Regions from separate parts of the Mus musculus genome. Here region 1 is linked to region 2. The links are chromatin contacts, called in public HiChIP or PLAC-seq maps. All regions are on one chromosome and are shown on one strand. The core of a region is the stretch at or near the end of the contact, and the rest is flanking DNA. Distances in the headings are between cores, read along the strand shown. Region 1 has its middle 25 kb from the start of Gm22997. Region 2 has its middle 260 kb from the start of Gm39905.

Region 1 (3,377 bases), core at 427-2,926, 1.6 Mb after region 2:
AGTGTTCATTCAAAGAATTAAAAATTAAAAATCTGGTTTTCTTTTTAACCCATAACAGTCCTCAATCCCTACCTTCTCTTAGCATCAACTTGCAGCCCTCAGCACTTTGTGGAGACCTCTAATATTGATCTTTTGTGTATCCACCAAACATATTTCATTTTTCTGCATATAAGATCGCTATAGTAGAATCAAGGAGTGTGTTCAATGTCATATTGCTGCATAATGAACTACCATCAACTGAGTGACTTTAAACAGCAGTTACTGATTAAGTTTCTGTGGGTTTGGAGTCTGGGTGTCTGCACTGAGTCCTTCATTCAGGCTCTCACAAAGCTGCACTGGAGGTATCGGTTGGGCTGCACTTTCATTTGGAGGCCTCTTTAGTGAAGAATCCTCAGAGAAGGGATTGAGAGCAGCTTCCGCCTGTCTGGGGCCAGCTGACCTTCACTCCTTGATGCTTCCCACAGTTCCTTGTCACATCAGCTTCTCTCATAAGGAAGAGTTATGTGGTTCGTGGGCTGCTTGCTCTCTCATTAGCCAGAAAGCTCTCTAGACTGTATCTGCTATTAAATAAGTCTTACAGAACACACATGGTTGCAGCTCAGGAATTCTGTCACCCTTTGCCATTCCTATTGTTTGAAAAATGTCTCTCCCTGCGCAAGGGAAGTTGAGTGCACATCCAGGATCACTAGGATACCAGTAGGCAAAGACTGTAGAGTTAAGTATTCCTTTTAGTCTTTCTACCACTATAAAGAATCTCTCCTCCCGTGTGTGTGTGTGTGTGTGTGTGTGTGTGTGTGTGTGTGTGTGTGTGTGTGTGTGTGTTACTAGTAAACTTGAGCATTCGTGATTTGGAGTTGAGAATCTCTCAAAGACTATCCATGCGTTGTCTCTGCTGTCTTTCTGCTTGGGACCTCCCCACTTTGATCATGAAGTGAAGGCTGCTCCTCTAATCCCTACATCCTTGTTCAAAGAGGTAAGAAGGGGAAAGGGCAAAAGACACCTGTCAGCTAAGACAGATTCTCTTCATCAGTAAAACAATAGGTTCTCAGAAGCCCTGCTCTGACTCATCGCTCTCATTGACTTTCCTCCACCTTGCCCATATCAGCAGGCAATCTAGATTGTGTCGGTCAAAGGGACACACACACACACACACACACACACACACACACACGCATGCATGCACCAATGCCCATTGTATCGAAACAAAACATGCCAGTCTCAGTCCTTCAAGCCTTCCAGGCATGGGAACATGGGTGAATGCAATGTGAATAGGTTACAAAGCTTGAATGAGAAAACCGTGCGGTGCCTGGCCCACAGCGGAGTGTCCAGTCACCTCTTTTCTCGCTCTCCCTGTTTTTCTTCTACTTTGCTCCTACATCTCGCTTTAAATGCTCTAAACACAGCAGCACTTCCAGAGTTAAGCACCCAGACAAGCAGGCAAGTCTGTATTCAGAGCTCAGAGGAAAGTTTATGAGGGAGGAATGTAATAGCCCCAGCTGGAGCGCCGCCAGAGGACTAGCAACTGCAACACCCTTATTTGCTCTGGGGAGGAGCAGCTTGGAAACTTTTTATGAGATTCCAGAAGCAGCAAGGTCATCGGTTTTACTGCCGTCCTGCTCCATTTGTAAATACAGCCTTTGAATGATAATGTTTGGGCTCCTTGACAAGAGCCGAGGCTGGCAGTTAGCTCCTCTGCAGCAGGGGACAATAGAGTGAGAGATGTTCTGCTCTGTATGACGGTGAGGTATGCAGAGTAATTTTAGACCCTAACAAACAATGGTGATAAACCATTCCTCCTTTCAGAGAGCTTAATTTCCAAACGGCCTCACCATAAATTCCCTGGTATGTATCTGAGGCAGGTAATCTGATTAGTCAGGTCCCAAGAGAAGCAACACATGTTTACTGTCACGCTCATTTTCCAGCCAGCTGCAAGGGTCTGGAGGAGGGCTCTTGGTTAAGCCTGTTTGCTGTGATCCTCTCAAGGCCAAGGAGGGCTGTGTCCTTGCCAGGACCCACATATTCTTTCAAGCAAGAAACCTTTCTCCAGTGACACCTGGTCCTCTCTCTAGCTGCTCACTAGACCATGCCTTTTTTTTTTTTTTTTTTTTTTTAAATCACAAATGAGAGTTTACTAGACTGGACGCAGGAAACATTTGTCACCATTTGGCCAGGTGCTAGGTCTTATGTGGCTTGCAGTTGACCATGGGAACAGGGTCATTCCACCCTTAGGATCCTGTTCTGGCTAGATGGCAGCAGAGGCAAAGGCAGCTTGTGGCACACAGACTCTTGAATGTGCACCTGGTTTAGGTGCTGGCATTTGTTGGATCTGAAACTGCACAATGCCTTGTAGTCACATGAAGCAGGATAGATCTTAAGGTTTTCCTCCCTCCCTGTCCCTGTCACACTCTCTCTCTGTCTATGTCTCTCTGTCTCTGTATCTTTGTCTCTGTCTCTCTGCAAGAGATGATATTGAAAGCAAAGGGTTTAGTGGAGAGTTTGTTTGAAGCAGATGGCAACCTCCTAGACATCTCTTCTCAAAGGAGGCTAGTTAAAAAGTTGTTCTCTGAAGACCTTGGTAAACTCTAGACAAATATCTTCCCTCTTTGGGCAATTAGAGGTTGGCACCTCACTGCCTATCACCTTAGTTAGGAGAAGCCAATTCCATCATTTATTTGCCTTTTTGTGAATATAGACAATTATGCTTCACTAACCTATCAACTTGTCAGTATGTGGATTGCAGAATGTTTCTATGTAGTGAGTTGCTGACCAGTGGCAGTTATATTTAATAGAGTTAAAGCATCCTTGGCCACCACAGAGATCACTGACTTTCAAAATTAAAGTTTTGGTATCTAAAATGCATACATAAGATTGAAAGATGTTCAGCACATATCACTAACTATGCATTACTGCTAAACTTCCATGCCTAAAGTATGATAGATGTTAATATTATTCACATGCTGCAATTAGACATTAGAAAGTATAATTTCTCTGTCTCTTAAAATCAAAGTATAACTATGTTAAACATAAATGTTTAGAGCATGTGTGAATTCTGTGTTGTTGAGGGGTTACATGAAGATGTGTGTATTTGGCCTTATCTTGGGAGACGTTTAGCTTTCCTGAGTCAGGGACTCTGACTGAACCCAAAGCTTAGTGATTGGACTACTCTGGCTTACCAGGGAACCCCAATCACCTGTGACACCGCCTCTCCAGTGCTGGGATTAGAATAACATGCCCTACACCTGTCACTTTACTTTTAACCTTGGATCTGGGGATAGAATTCAGGTCCTTCTGCTTAGAAGAGAAATACATTATATGGATAGAGTCTTCTTCCCAGTCATGTGTGTATATACCTGGCTAGTACCTGGTTAGGGAATTAT
Region 2 (3,598 bases), core at 667-3,166:
AATGTTCAAATGTAATAACAACCTCTTTTTTGTTTAAGGATTTGTATCCTAGTAAATCTAGGGTAGAGTTCAAAGAAATTGTAAATCTGTGTACTTTAACAAGATGCCAAAATATCAGTTCCTTCAATATTAACAGTATAGCCCACACTCAATGATACTTACTTTAATGTAGATATGAAATAATATATATTTATCATCTACAATAAAATGTATGGCTTTGGACCAGGCTAATATCTTCTTTTAAAAGCAAAATATAAATAGCAAATATCAGAATGGTGCAATATGCCTTCAAGGTCAGTGTCTGTGCATGTGTGGAAGGAAGGGTTCAGATGAAAACCCATGAGAGTTGGTTCTCTCTTTTTATCATATGGATCCTGGGGATTCTGGGAATCTAACCCAGATTGTCAGGTTTGGGAACAAACACCATTACCCACTTTATCATCCTGCCAGCCCAACCTTTTCATTTTGAAGTCTAGTTATGAAGAGAAGGAAAATAGCATATTCAAGGGCTCTTAATTTCTTGATAAATTTTAGTCTGAAAAACCATCACGACTTCCAAGCTAATATTTCTTTGGAAAACATGTTATGCTTTGGCTGATCACCACCAACTTTTAACTACTTTTAAGGGTTTTTCTGAGAGTCCTAGTGTACTCAAAATCAATTCCTAATCAGAATCCTCTATTGCTACTCCAACCCCAACTCTCGACATTGAGATGTTCCCTGTATGGTTATGCCTCAGAACATTTTTATGAGCTACGATTTGGTAATATGTTTGTGCCCGATCTCAGAGTCCTCTGTTGGTAGCATGGAGAAAATATGGTGGAGGAAATAATCCTCAGCACAGCTGCTGCTTGCTGGACTCACTGCTCCTTGGCTGTAACTCACTATTTACCTGCCTTAGCTCAGCAGCTGAACTGTCAACTCCTATTTCTTTGCCATGCATATTTATTGTGGTTGTTGCTAAGGTTGTAGATTTGTTCTTTTGTTTCAGTTCTGGAAAGTGGTACATCAACAATCAAGTGCACACAGGAGAACAGCAGGACTTTCCTCAGAAAGACAGAGCACTTGTATTTTCTACCCCCTTAATAAAATAAAAGCTGATTAAAACCCCAGACATTACAGACACTAGAGAAATGATCATGTAACCACAGCCCAGCCACACCTAGGGAAATGACATGGCTACATTTTGATGTTTACTCTGTTTTGATAACCACAAGAAAGTAAAAGTAAATAGCTAAAGTTATAATGAGACTTGATTTTACCCATTTAATATGAAAGACAAGGTAAAATTCTCCCTTTTCCCTGCCCAGCTACATTGAGAATGGTCAGACCTACAGACTATACTTTGTAATCAATTAAAGAATGTCATAAAATTCTGAAATATAGTAATAGTTTGTAGACTTTTTTCATCTAAAATCCAATTAATCAGTAAAATCTTATTATATATAAAATTTCTATTAATGTACATTTTGCAAACCTTACACTCCTAAGGAGTTAATAGAGGAGACTCCATATTAGCTGCCAGGAGGAGGTAGGAGGACATACTGGACTGGAAACTCACTGTGTAGTTCCTTTATACCAGCATCACTTGGGGCCAGCCCGGGGTTATATATCATTCTTCCTGTGTGTTTACATTAAGAGTCCATTTATAAAGAAACATCCTTTGATCCCCCTGTCTTTATTAATGAAAAAATGCCGCATTAAGACATTTCTTCTTGCTTTCCCTTCCTGTTTCATTTGGGCTCTATGTGTAATCTATAAAGCAGTCTGAACAGAATGGCACAAGCCGTCAAAATATTTACATATTTCCCTGTAAAATATTTCATAGAAAGATTTAACAGGCATAAGTAAGCTATGACAAGCATGTTCACTTATCTGAAGAAAAATACTTTGAGCTGATTTCCTGGCACAGAAAGGAAAGCTAGTGAAGTGACATCTCCCCTTGTGGAATGTGGTGATTAAACCAGGGAGGCTCTCTTTACCTTCCCCAGGAAGGGCAGTATGACATGGGGGAAGGGAAGCAGCTTTCAGTAGAAGTTAGCGCATCAGACTTTGCCATTGTCTCCCACTAATACTGGTATGTGAAGGCTTAACAATGAAGGTCAAGCAAGCACAGACTTAGAAGAGTATGCAAAATAAAAGCAAAACAAGAGTGTGCTTGAATGTAAGTACTCATATGAAGCAGTTCAAACAACACTGGAAAAAACCATAAGGATTAAATACTAAGGTGGATATTTTGTGCTGAAAAATAAGGGGAGGGTGGTTCTTTAAACCAGATTTTAGAAAATCATGTATCTGTAGATCAAACACATCTTTTCCCATTGTCAGAGGAGAGACAAATCTTAGGCAGGTCCTTCTCCAGCCATTGGACAAAGGGGAAACTGTAACACAGGAATTGATATGTGGCCAAGCTACGCAGTTCTATTTTGCTTCATAAATGAACAAGCTCTAACTCGTAAACTATGAGGTTCCTGTGATGAGGGAGCAGACATTTCACATTGGAAAGCACTAATCTGAGGGGTGAAAACGGAATCCCGGGCACTCAGACCACATTCCAGCCTAAATCCCTATATCATCATGTTGTCCGAAGCTTAACCTTTATCTCCCAGTCTTTCTTACTGGGAAACTAAAAATCAAATCCCTTTCCATAATAACAAGTTTGGAATGAGTTAAAGGTTGATAGCCTAAGAAACTACTATGGTTTGAACTAGAATAGTAACATAAAATGTTAATTCTATATCTAGTTCCTGTTAAGAAAAACAAAAACAAACAAACACAAAACCAGCAAGCTAGTATAACCTCACTGTCCAGACTAATGTAATCTACTGTTTATTGGTACGAGGCCTTCTTTTTAGCAGTCAGACTAACTCTACCTTAATTGTTCATCTTAGAAACAACATAGGAAATGGGTTCATAAATTCTACTTTAGAAAACGATTCAAGCTAAGATAACTCATTCATATTTTCTTGTACTGCTGTCTACTTACTCATTTGCATGGAATGATACACCAATCTGAGTCAGTTCTTAGAAGACATGATTCTGGCTGTTCAGCAACTATGACCTTATTCTCTATCAGGAAAACATGTTAATGGTCAGGAAAATTATGGCCTCTGTCTTCATTCAACAGCTTTACCTGAAAAATTTGATAATCTACTCAGTCTAAAATGATGGCAGAAATGTGGTATTGTAAAAATGTGTGCTCAGTTTAATAGATTTAGCAATATATATTTACTTAAAACAAATGAAATTGACACTATTTTAGAAATTTAAACATAATCTATCCCTAATTTTACAGAAGGTCAATGTAATATTAGTTTTAATAAAATGGAAAATATAAAAGCAATGTTAACTTTCTATTTTGCTAGGAAATAATAGTATTTGGCTAGATTAGAATACAAAAGAGGTTTTGGAAGACACATAAACTCTTCATCTGAACAAGGTAACTTAGTATCTTGTTAAAAAAATAGAAAAATATATCCCAAAACAATAAAAACAATTACTACATCATCTTGAAAGAGTGACTATGGGTGTAAGTTTAAATTAGACAGGACAGGGTCTAAGCCCAACTTGAGCAATTTATAGCTGCTACTTAATGCTT

Evidence for each region. HiChIP or PLAC-seq counts read pairs in DNA pulled down with a chosen protein or histone mark.
Region 1: a contact with region 2 is called in an HNF4G HiChIP or PLAC-seq map of pancreatic cancer cells. The contact joins two enhancer-like sites.

What each region holds. Positions count from the first base shown.
Region 1 is chr2:110,190,940-110,194,316 of GRCm38.p6, forward strand. No RefSeq gene overlaps it. Among named protein-coding and RNA genes, the nearest start is that of Gm22997, 25 kb to the right of the region's middle. Within about 2 kb of position 1,677, at least 142 of the 459 cell types and tissues checked have an H3K27ac peak or open chromatin away from gene starts, as enhancers often do. A contact at or near this core is called in pancreatic cancer cells, where this site is marked.
Region 2 is chr2:108,621,000-108,624,597 of GRCm38.p6, forward strand. No RefSeq gene overlaps it. Among named protein-coding and RNA genes, the nearest start is that of Gm39905, 260 kb to the right of the region's middle. Within about 2 kb of position 1,917, at least 57 of the 459 cell types and tissues checked have an H3K27ac peak or open chromatin away from gene starts, as enhancers often do. A contact at or near this core is called in pancreatic cancer cells, where this site is marked.